Linked DNA regions of Mus musculus: region 2 is linked to region 1. Evidence: chromatin contacts called from public Micro-C data. All regions are on one chromosome and are shown on one strand. Each heading gives the region's core, a stretch centred on a gene start, on an enhancer-like site or on the middle of the called end of the contact. The rest is flanking DNA. Distances are from core to core; before and after follow the strand shown.

Region 1 (5,627 bases), core at 2,168-4,667:
CGTGATTTATTCATTAATGGGTGATCAGTTAGAAGGGATGGCTGAATGCTAAACCTGATGTTTATTTCTACAATCAGTAGTGCACATGGTGTCTCTTCTCTGAAGGGGGGAGTAGAGATTCTAAAAAGAATTTAGAAACTTGAAGACTATTTGTGCGTGTGCTATGTGTGTGGTGTATGCATGTGTATGTGCTGGTACAGCCACCAATGCTCATAGAGGCCAGGAGAGGGCATCTGGTGTTTGTTCTATCAATCTCCACCTGATTTTCTTGAAACAAGGTCTCACTGAACCTAAAACCTACTGTTCCAGCTAGCCTGACTGGCCAGCAAGCCTGCCATGTTTTGTCTCTAACACCACAGCACAGGGTTGCAGCACACCTGTTCTCAGCGTTTAACAGGAGTTCTGAGAATCCCAACTCAAGTCCTCACACTCGAGCAGCAAGCATTCTAGCCTCTGAGCCATCTCCCTGTCACCCCCAGAGAATAAAAAATACCTGCAGTCTCCCTCATTGTAGCCACCACCTCCAGTAATCCCAGAGCATGACTGGGATTGTTGTTCAAAAGATGTCTCGAAGTCAGCCTGAATCTCACCTTCCCAGGTGCAGTCAGGCCTGCCATGTTGCAAGTTAGAGGACGGGAAGAAGTAAAAACTACAAGCTCTCATTTTGTTTTGTTTTGTTTTGTTTTTTTTGAGGGAGGTGTTTCATTTTAGGTAGCTTTGATTTGCCTCAAACTCAAGAGATCTGCTTGCTTCTGCCTCTCAAGTGCTGGGATCAAAGGGCTGTACCACCACACCCAACTGCCAATAACTGTTTTAGGTGCATACATGATAATGGATCCATTATAGCAAAGGGAGGTACAATGACATAATGACCTGTGCATGTGGTCCCAGCTACTTTAAAATTTCAGTAGGAGAATCATTTTTGGCCAGGAGTTCAGGGCCAGGCTAAGCAACACAGAGATATCCTGTGTCAAAAGTAAGAAGAGAGGGGCTAGAGAGATGTCTATGCAGTAAAGAGCACTGGCTGCTCTTCCACCAGTCCTGAGTTCAATTCACAGCACACACATGGTGATTCACAGCCATCTGTAATAGGTTCTGATGCCCTCCTCTGGTGTGTCTGAAGACAGCACTCATATTTAAACTGCATAAATCTTTTATAGGAAGCCCTATCACACCAATGATGACCTCTGTTCAAGTTCTTATATTTTCTTCCTAGGAAAATGTATATTTGTGTATACATAAACATGCTTGTGGGATTGTATGATGCAGCCTGTAACTTGATGTTTCATTGTAAGATAGTTCCATAGTAGCATATTCACATCTATCGTATTGTTTAAAAAGTTCTTTGGGTGTTGAGGTGCATGAATGACCATGTATATATATACACAGCACTCATGTAGAGATCAGTTCTCTCCACCTTGTGAGTCCTGGGGATGAAGCTGGGGTTATCATGCTTGCTTCTAAGTGTCTTTACCTCTAGAGCCATCTCACCAGCCCAACTCATTCTTAATTATGCCATCACGTGGATGTTGCATAATTTCATTTTATAACAATTACTATATTGTATGTGTGTGCATCTACTAGGTGAGCTAGATCCCCTCGCCTACCCTGCCTTTTTGAAACTACTCTTGCTTTAAAAATCTGTACCAGGCAGCAGAAATGATGCTGGTTTCCTGGTATGGTGATTTGAGTTTTTAATCTCTCCACCACAAGGCTGTATGGATAGAGCTGTGTGTAGTACTCAGCTGTTGCTCCTTTGGCCCCAGCTGAGGTGCCACACTGGTAACTGACAATAATCTAGCAACGCCATGGGGACAGAAGGAGCAGTTGGTACAGGCACGGACAGTGCCAAATCCCCGGAAACTGTATTCTGGTTTCAGTGAGCTGCAGCCTCCCTTTATACACGCTAATTTTCAGGCAAGATCCCATAAAACCCTTGTTCCAGACCTTCTGCTCTTCTTGCTCTTAGTGTCACTAGGGCCCTTGCGTAGCTCCACACAGTCCTTTGCCCTTGCTCTTTATGTCCTTCCCGGATGTCTACTGGGCTCTTTCCTCACCTACTTTAAGTCTGAAGTCATTGTCACTGCCCTAAGAGCCTTCCTCCCTGCTTATATTGCAACCCTTCATTCCCAGACCCCACACCCACTGCTATTTTCTAGGTGTTTACTAACCGCCAGTCAGACATGTTTTGAACCAAGGACTTTATGCACTCTACCAACTGAGCTATACCCTACAGCATTTTCTTTTTCCTTCTGAGATGGTGTTAGGTAGACTGGCCTCCAATTCCTGGGCTTAAGTGATCTTTCTGCCTCAAAGGCTATAGGCACAAGGAGGACAGGTACACTCTCCCATACAGGCTAAACCATGAAATAACTTGTTTAATTATGACAGAACCTCTCAATGTGGCCAGTGCTGGCCCTGAACTCACTACTCAGCCCCCAAGGGGCTTTTACTGCTGGGATTGCCTTGAGGGACTCCTGTCTTTCTTCTTTATCTGCCTTATCTCCAGGGTCTACAGAGCTGTAGGCATTTTGATAAACTATCTGAAGAATGAATGAATGGAATGTCGCCCTGCCACTTAGGGCCTCCATTCTGTGACCACAGTGCCTGGAGCATCAGTCTGTTATTTCCCTTTCCCAGCAGCGTTCTCTCCAGGGCTCTCATCACCACTTGACACATAGTTGTTCTCTTTCTCCATTACAGACTAAAGGTTGCTTTAATCTCTAGGATTTGGGGGGAGGGAGCAAGGAAACATTTAAATAAATGCTGGATCAATTAATAAACAACTGTGTAAGAGAAAACATACTAGACTACATTAAAAATAGGAAAATACTCATTTTTGCTGTGCCAGGGATTGGATCCTGGGCCTGGTATGTGCTAGTCTAACACCCTACCACTGAACTGTATCTTAAACCCAACGTTTCATTTTCAAATCATATTACCAGGAAGGTGAAAAATTCAAAACATAAACCAAGCGCCATGGAGATGCTCAGTGTGGGTAAAAGTGCTTCATTCCAAATGTGAAGGCCAGAGTCTGGTCCCCTGTGCCCACATGATACTCCTGCAAGTTGTTCTCAGACAGGGACTGTGGCATATCTTTCCCTGACCCATACATATACGCACAGAAAAAAATAATCTTTTTTAAAAGACAGGATTTCACTAGGTAGTCCTGGCTGACCTGTAACTAAGTAGCTGTGGCTGGACTCGAACTCACAGAAATCCACCTGCCTCTGCCTCTGCCTCTGCCTCTGCCTCTGCCTCTGCCTCTGCCTCTGGAGTATTGGGATTAAAGGTGAACTGCCTTTCTGTATTTCTATAGTCCCATCTGGTGTTGCCAGCTTAAATTCAGGTCTCAGGAGGCCGATTTCCGGGGCGGTGCCATTGCCCCTTTAAGAGCGGAGCGTCCCGCCCTTCGGGGGGCGGACCTTGGATGGGGCTTTAAGGGGCGTGCCCTCGGGCGGCCGGGGTCCTCCGGGGATTAGCGCAGGGTGGGCTCGCGCCTTGCGCCGCCATTTCTCGGTGTCTCTGGAGACCCGTCCTCTCCTCTAGCCGGCTGGGCATCTCTCTCCGAGGGTCGCGCGTCCCAGTCGCAGTGGTCTCCGTCGCTTCACGGTGTTCACCCCCGAGTACAGGTAAGAGTTTGGCCTCGGGTGTCCAGTTGGCCCTGCTCACTGAGCCGAGGCTCTCGACCGTGCCGGGTGGGCGGCCCGGCTCCCCGGGCGACGCCGCGGGCTGGGAGGGGAGTGGCGGCGACGGCCAATGGGGCTGGGCGCTGAGTTTCGGGCGATACCGCGCGGTGGCCGCTGAGGGCCGGGCGCGTCGCCGGGGTCTCGCGCGTTGTTGGGGGGAAACTCTGGTCACCCCTGACCTCCCCGTAGCTGTGGGATTAGGGGAAGGTCGCCTCGAGTGTCACTTCGCCGGGATTGTGGGCAGACATCGGTGAGACAGGACGTGCCAGCTAGCTCCCGGTCGAGTGAAACTTGGGAAGCGTACGAGGCAGGTGCGTTCCCGGGAACCGCCAAGGCCGAGGGCGCTCCCCGCCCCCACGCGTGGCGCGCGTCCGGTAATGATGGGTTCTCCTGTGGGTAGAAGATAATTGTGTCCATCTCTGGTTACTGTAGTCTCCCGGGTTCTGCTTTAAGAGCGAGAAGGCTCCAGGCTCCGAAGTTGTTTAGCAATAGTTCAAAATTACTAGTAATGGTTTTTTTTTTTTCCCTTAAGAATTGGAGATAAGCCCACCAAGAAATTATGAATGTAATTCACAACTCCGCTCACCCCAGATGCACTGAGCTGAGGCACTGAGCACTGCTAACTGCAGTGGGTAACTTGTATGTGTCTAAATGAACACTTTGGGATCATTATTTTCTTTTTCTTCCCAACCCCCACTTCGTTCTTCTTCTAATTCTTTTTCTCTCTTTCTTCCTTTCCTTTCCTTCTTTTCTTTTCTTTTCTTTTCTTTCGATACTGGGAACCAAACCCGGGTTCTGGAACGCTAGGCTGAACTAAATCTAAATGCTCACACCTGTTTTTTTCTTTTCTTGTTGTTGTTGTTCTTGTTAGGATAACTTGTTTGGGCAGCGATGTGCGCAATGTTCCTGTGTTTAGTTTCTTAGTTACAGTTTCTTTTGCGGGAGTAACTGGGATGAAAGATACTGATAACTTTAGGACATTTTCTATAGTTTTCAATATTACTGTTTTTTTTTTTTTTTAAAAAATCACTAGCTTGGCTGTAGATACCCTATGGTGTAAAGCATGGATACCCAGGGTTCAATCCCCAGCACTGCAACAGGAAGAGCCAAAAGGGAGGCGCAGTTGACACTTGCAATTGGCAAGTCAGTATGTATGAACTTGGAGTGGTGGAAAAGTGGCTCTTGGCTAAATAGGAAATGTATCACTTCAGTTTGCATTTCTGTGATTGAAAAGAAAACTTACTCGTTGAAAACTCAGAAATTAAAGTTATTAGAAGACTTGTAACTCCAAACCCCATATTTCCAGTTGCTTTTAGAGACCCTGTCTCCCCATGCAGCCCAAGCTAGCTTGGAATTTGAGATAGATAGATAGATAGATAGACCCTGTCTCCCCATGCAGCCCAAGCTAGCTTGGAACTTGAGATAAATATATATACATATATATATATATAGAGAGAGGGGGGGGAGAGAGAGAGGAGAGAGAGAGGGAGAGAGAGAGAGAATATGAGAGAGAGAGAGCACGCTCTCTCTCTCTCCCTCTCCTAGATTAGCTTGGAACCAATTCTGCTTCTGCCTTCCAGGGGCTGGAGCTGTTTTGTGAGTCTCTTTTATTATCGTCTTTTAGAATTTGTGCATAGATATCTATATACATATAGATACCTAGATCTCTCTATATAGATATCTAGATATCGATCTCTATATATATTCCATTTTCTAATGTATCATTTTGCTCTATCACATTAGTTTTCTTATTGATCGTCTAATATGTAATATGTATCATAGCAACTTTGCCATGATAGCTGTTTGGTCAGTAAACAAGTCAGACTTGGTTCCTGTCTGTGGGAGTGGAAGGGATGATAGTCAGTAAAAAGGAAGAAAGAAGTCAATTAAATATTTAATTACAGTTTCTTTTCATGTTATAAAGAAAAGTCTGCCTGC
Region 2 (5,627 bases), core at 884-3,383, 470 kb before region 1:
AATTTTTGTACCCTCATCTGGAACCACTACCTGGAATTAATAAAGTGAGTTATATTCCTACAAGCAACCAACAACTCAACCTGGAACTACATACAGACTGGCATACTACATACATACAGACTACATACAGATAACGGCAACATGCCCACGGATCCACTGACCGCATGGGAGTCCAGTCAAAGCTCTGTGGAGTCACTTCCTCTTTCAGAAGTGACAAAGAAAACATCGACATTTTTTATACTTCACAGGCAATTTCTCCAAACTCACCTCCAACATTTTTGTTACTTTTGCTTTCTAAGCAAAGTGACTTACAAACTAACAAATCTACCTGTGTTCCCTGCAATTAAAGTTCTCCTTCCCAAACACTCCACAAAACATGACCGAAGCTGCTGGTGACATCTGAAGGCTCGGACTTAAGTTTTCTACTTTTGCGGGGCTGGGAATGGAACCCAGGATCTCACATATACTAGGCAGACAGACTCTCTCCAGCACCGAGCAGCAGCCCTAGCCCTGCCTTTGCAAACCACTACAGCTGTGATGAGGGGGCAGGTAGACAGGGTGGCAAACTGTGGCCCAGGCCTCTGGCCACACATTAGGAAGTGAGAAGAGACTATCTCCCTTTTGTAATGACCTCCAGAGAATTTTCTATCACCCCTCTCTTTCACCTTTGTATCCATTGCCAGAAAGTTCTTTCAGCCCTCTAAATCCTCCCGCCCACTTGTGCTGTCGCCCTTCCTCCTTCTCCCATGGAGCCAAGGCCCCTATAGCACCATCACCTCTGTTGAAAAGTCCCCTCCCCACCCCATGACTCCATCAGAATGACTGCCTGCATGCCCAAAATGAACAACCTCTGCCATCACCTATTCAGCTTACTTCGTTCTTACTTCTGCAGCTCTGTCGTGTTTTACTTAGTTGTACTTCCTCATTGCCCCGCTGTAGTCTTTTGTCCCGGGACACATATTCTTGGATTTGAATGCCGTCTAAACTCAACCCTCTGAACCTGCTGTGCACTCCTAAGCATGTTCTCCCTAACACTCTGGGTTTTCTCAATTTCTCTGACCTCCGTGTCTAGCTTAAAAGGCATAACTTAGGCAGAGGCAGGCGGATTTCTGAGTTCGAGACCAGCCAGAGCTATACAGAGAACCCCTGTCTTGAAAAACCAAAAAAAAAAAAAAAAAAAAAAAAGGCAAAACTTTTCCCCAGTCTCCTCTCCCCAGTGGATGTCAACATTTTCAGCTTGTCTGTCCTGTGGGTTTTTTACCTCAAACTTTTAATATAATTGTCCTCAAGCTTCCTTCCGAATCAGTTTTAAATTATTTCACTAATGAGACTAAGAATTCAAAGACCTCAGTGTCCACAGTAACTCCTGCTTACTCCTGCTTCTGCTAGAATGCTCCTTCCGACTTGCAGGACTCGCTCAAACAGCATCTTCTCCCCAACCCCTCTCCACACACATCAGTTATAACTTCCAACTCTTTACTTTTTAAACTAAATCAACTATGAACCCACTATAAGACGCTGCAAAGTAGCAAAGATTCGTCTGTTTGTCCTCTGCTGCGTGTCCAAGGTCTAGGAGTCGGCAAGCATCAGGTCACGTGTTTAAAAACCATTTGAAAAGTTATTCACTTAACCAAGGCTCGATGGGCACCTCTTCTTGTGCAAGTTTGTTATATCACATTGTCTCCGCCTTTATAAAGCACTGATGGAACACAAGACTGCGTTAGGGGTGCAGGACCGACAAGTATGGGCAATGTCAAAGAATATGCCAGAAGTTCAGAAGAAAAGGCCTAGATATGGACTTGGTCCAGCGGGCCACCATTGCGCTGTGCACCGGGGATTCTTCCCTGGATTTTCCGAAAGGGGTCGGGGCATCCCATTTTCTAGTCGGATAATTTACTCAACCAGCGATGCAACTTCCGGCCTCTTTCCAATCCGCATGAGAGTTAAAGGGAAAGAATCATACTGATTTCTGCTCTCCTCCCGCAGCACCCCATTTCACGCGTTCTCAGTGCCTGCTAGCTCCTGCCCAACTGCCCTGACGGAGAATGTCCCGTCCGTCCCTTCCCCCACGGAAAAAAAAAAAAAAACGAAACGCGTCCCACCTGCTCCCAACGTGCCCCGCGGCTCCTCCCCGCGCGTGCGCAATAAACTCCCTCTTGGGTCCGGGAAGGGTTGGAGCGCTCCGCTAGGATGGACACGCCCCCGAAAGCAGATCCGACTTCTGATTGGCTGCTGCCGCTCGCCCGAGCTCAGTTGGAACGCCGGGGTTGTGCTTTTAAAGGCGCTAGCTGGTGCGCTCTGTGACTTGATTGCTGCTGCTTCTGAGCTTGCTCCCGCGCTTTCGGCATCCGTATCACCTCACCAGTATGTCTCAGGTACTGCGTGTGCCCCGCCGGGCTGCGAAGATGCTGTGGGTTTGGGGACAGCCGGGTCTATTTCCTCAGATATCCCGCAGCTCTTCTGGGATCCGAGCCCAGCTCATAGCCTGGGGAGCGGAACTTTTTCCCTTGCAGATATGTAAAACTGCCACCCACGCCGGAACTGCCAGAGAGTTGCCGGTGGGCTGAACTCCTGGGTGAAGCAGGAACAGGGTCCTCGAAAGAAAGATGGGGCGTAAGAGGGAAGGAAGGACAGGGAAGATTGAATCCCACACTGGGAAGAACCGAATGGAATAGAGGGGCACTCATACAGGCCCTGGCTGAAGAGCCTGGAGGTCGGGGAAGGTATTTAGTCTTGTGCCTGGCCTGCCCCTGTACAGAAGAGATGTGAGTAGGTGAGGTGGTCCAGAAGCCTTTTCCTTCCCTCCAGTGGAGACCACTACCGAGGACTGAGCCCTGTAGGGCGATCTCTGACTCCTCCCACTTGCCTCTCCCTAATCTGGGCACTGGGACAGAGGTCAACGCTGAACTCCAGGCCCCTGTAGGAAGGGACCAGCTGGCTCCAGACACTGGATTCCACCGCATTCCTCTCCTGAACTCTGATCGACTGTTTTGATCACACCACGTTTCCCCTTACTGCCCAGTCAATCTCCGCTGATCATAGGTCGGGCTTTACTGGAACCCCAGCAATTGTTGGATCTGGGCCAGTGGTGGCCCAGGCAGTTAGTTGGGCAAGAAAATTTTCAAGGGCGTGCACTTCCACTGTGAGCCAAAACTATTCCCAGCACTTGACACAGTGCTGTAACTGCTTGAGTGGACAGGTGGGCCTTAGGGAATCCTGGCAAGAAGAGGGAATATGGGAGGCATCCCTGGGCCTCTCCCACTCAGGCAACCTACATCTCGTTCCTCTCCCTCTCCCTCACTCTTAGGCTGAATTTGACAAAGCCGCTGAGGAGGTGAAGCGCCTCAAGACTCAGCCAACTGATGAAGAGATGCTGTTCATCTACAGTCACTTCAAACAAGCTACTGTGGGCGATGTAAATACAGGTATGCCCAGCTTCTCATCAGAGCGGGCCAAGTTGGCTCGGCAGCCCGGGAGTCTGAGAACTTCGCCTTCCGACTGCCAGAGGCAGGCTGTGATGACAGAACATTGGTATGGAGACCTTAAGCTGAGAGATTGTCACCTGCAAAGACCATCTCCCTAAACTCTTAGTGACTCTGGGAGCAGAGTCAGTGTGGGTTTACAAGGACTTTACTGATTATCTCAGCATCTACTCTGAAGGCAGCAAAGGCTCCAGCCTTGTTGCTCAGCAGTCGCTTTCTCGAGCCTCCCGTTTCCATCAGATGAACAGGGTCATGGAGTGCTTGGCCTCTTTCCCAAGCCGAATAGATGAGCAGATACATCATATCTGGTACCCTGGGGCAAGGCAGAAGTGCTGCTGGCCCAAGTCTGCCCTATCCAGGTGACTTTTCTCCCTATCCAAAAATCTTGGGCAGATTTTTCTTTTTTGCCAAGTATTGTAGGTTGATGGGCCAGCCTGTCTCTGCCTCTCCAGCACTGTTATAAGCACAGGCTGCTGCGTGGCCTTATATTTGTTTCCCTCCCACATGGGTTCCGGGAGTCAAACTCACACCCTCGTACTTTACTGGCTGGCCTGTCTCTCCAGCCCCTTGGTATAGCTTTTGAAACTATGCTGTGGGTTACCTTAGTCTATGATACTGTCTTTTCTGTGCCTTGAGCAGTGGCTATAGCCTGAGATAGCAACACAGTGTGTTCCAGCAAGGACTCATGACAGCATAGAAGAAAATGTATGCCTCAGTCACCCACCAAGCATGGCCTCCAATTCCACTGGAGCTGGAGTGGCTAGCCAAGCAGGTCAGAGATTTGAGGGCTTATAAACATCCAGGAAGGAGAAGCCAGTGGGAAGGGAACAGAGAGCTGTGGATGCTTTCTGCTAGATAGTATTTTCCCAGAGCCTGGCCTCTAGCCACGCTATTGGTACTTGCTGGAATATAAGCATCAGTAGACTAGCTTGGAATCCACCCTTGCCTGGTCAGGGAACCGGCTTGTTTGTTTGTTTGTTTTTTGCTGTACTGGTTCAATACAACAAAGACTAGCCACAAGTGGTTATATGGGTTTTAGCTGAAAACAGCTAAACCTAAGTAATGCCAAAAGGCCAGTCTGTAGCTATGCAAGCTGTGTTTCAAGGGCTCAGTGGCCACAGGGGGCAAGCGGCTTCTGAATTAGACGTTGCAGGGATCACCGAAATGGCTAGCAGGTTCTCGCTGCCATGCCTGACTATCTAAAGGAGCCACTTGGTGAAAGGAGAGAATTGACTCCCAAAAGTTGTCCACTGGCTTCCACACCTGCACAGTGGTGTGCACACTTGGCGTGTTGGCAAGTATACGCTTCCATCTAAGGAGAACTTCCTCTGAGGCAGGGAGTCTTCCTCTGAGGCTCTGAGGGTTCCTTTGCAGTCACAGTCTTCCAGTGAGGTTCCTGGAACTTATTTTTCTCAGACTCAGTGCCCCAAGCTGCACACTCTGCAGTTTCTGCTCCTAGCAATGAAATTGTCCCCCAAGGAAGGATGGTGAAAGGCCTTTCCAAAAGCAGGTGCTCTGGAAGCAGCGTGGTCCTCAGACAAAACCTCCAGATACAACAAGAAGGAGTCCAGCGATGTGTGGAAATAGGGCCAGATTATAAAGACAAGTACAGGCAAGGACGGCAGAGCCCCACCCCCACCCCCACCCCCTCAGATAATAGCAATGTAGCTCGAAGGGAAACCAGCAAGCTGAAAGGGGGATGGGGAGAGACCCTAAAAGCTCTCTTTAGATTTGTTGTTGTTTTAATTTCATGTTCATGTTTTAATTTCAATTGGTGTATTGCCTGCATGTCTATCTGTTTGAGAGTTATCAGATCCCCTGGAACTGGAGTTACAATTGAGAGCTACCATGTGGGTGCTGGAAATTGAACCTAGGCCGTCTGGAAGAGCATCCAGTGCTCTTACGTGCTGAGCCGCCTCTCCGGCCTTATTTTATTTTATTTTATTATTTTATTTTTTCAGAATGTTTGGATTCTGAACCACACGAATGGGTGTTTGTTTATTTATCTTGGTTAAAGTAGAAGTTTGGTTTGGTTTTGAGGATTTTTAGTCTTTGCACTCCCCCACCCCCTATTTTGTTTAAGACAGAGTCTTATGTAGCCGAGGCTGGCCCAGATTCACTATATAGCCAAAAATAACATTGAAT

Evidence for each region. A called contact is a pair of places that touch in the nucleus more often than the background predicts.
Region 2: a Micro-C map of the G1E-ER4 cell line shows a contact between it and region 1. The contact joins the promoter of 3110009E18Rik here to the promoter of Epb41l5 in region 1. A contact is called at or near these places in 1 of 39 promoter capture datasets (pre-B cells), 2 of 484 Hi-C or Micro-C datasets (the G1E-ER4 cell line and embryonic stem cells) and 1 of 115 datasets of contacts at active chromatin or transcription factors (memory CD8 T cells).

The regions. Positions count from the first base shown.
Region 1 is chr1:119,646,790-119,652,416 of GRCm38.p6, reverse strand. Epb41l5 (erythrocyte membrane protein band 4.1 like 5) reads left to right here and starts at 3,417. Exons shown (of 25, transcript NM_145506.4): 1 at 3,417-3,632.
Region 2 is chr1:120,117,693-120,123,319 of GRCm38.p6, reverse strand. 3110009E18Rik (RIKEN cDNA 3110009E18 gene) reads right to left here and starts at 2,133. Exons shown (of 6, transcript NM_028439.2): 1 at 2,103-2,133. Dbi (diazepam binding inhibitor) reads left to right here and starts at 2,224. Exons shown (of 4, transcript NM_007830.4): 1 at 2,224-2,375; 2 at 3,308-3,425. The coding sequence starts at 2,367.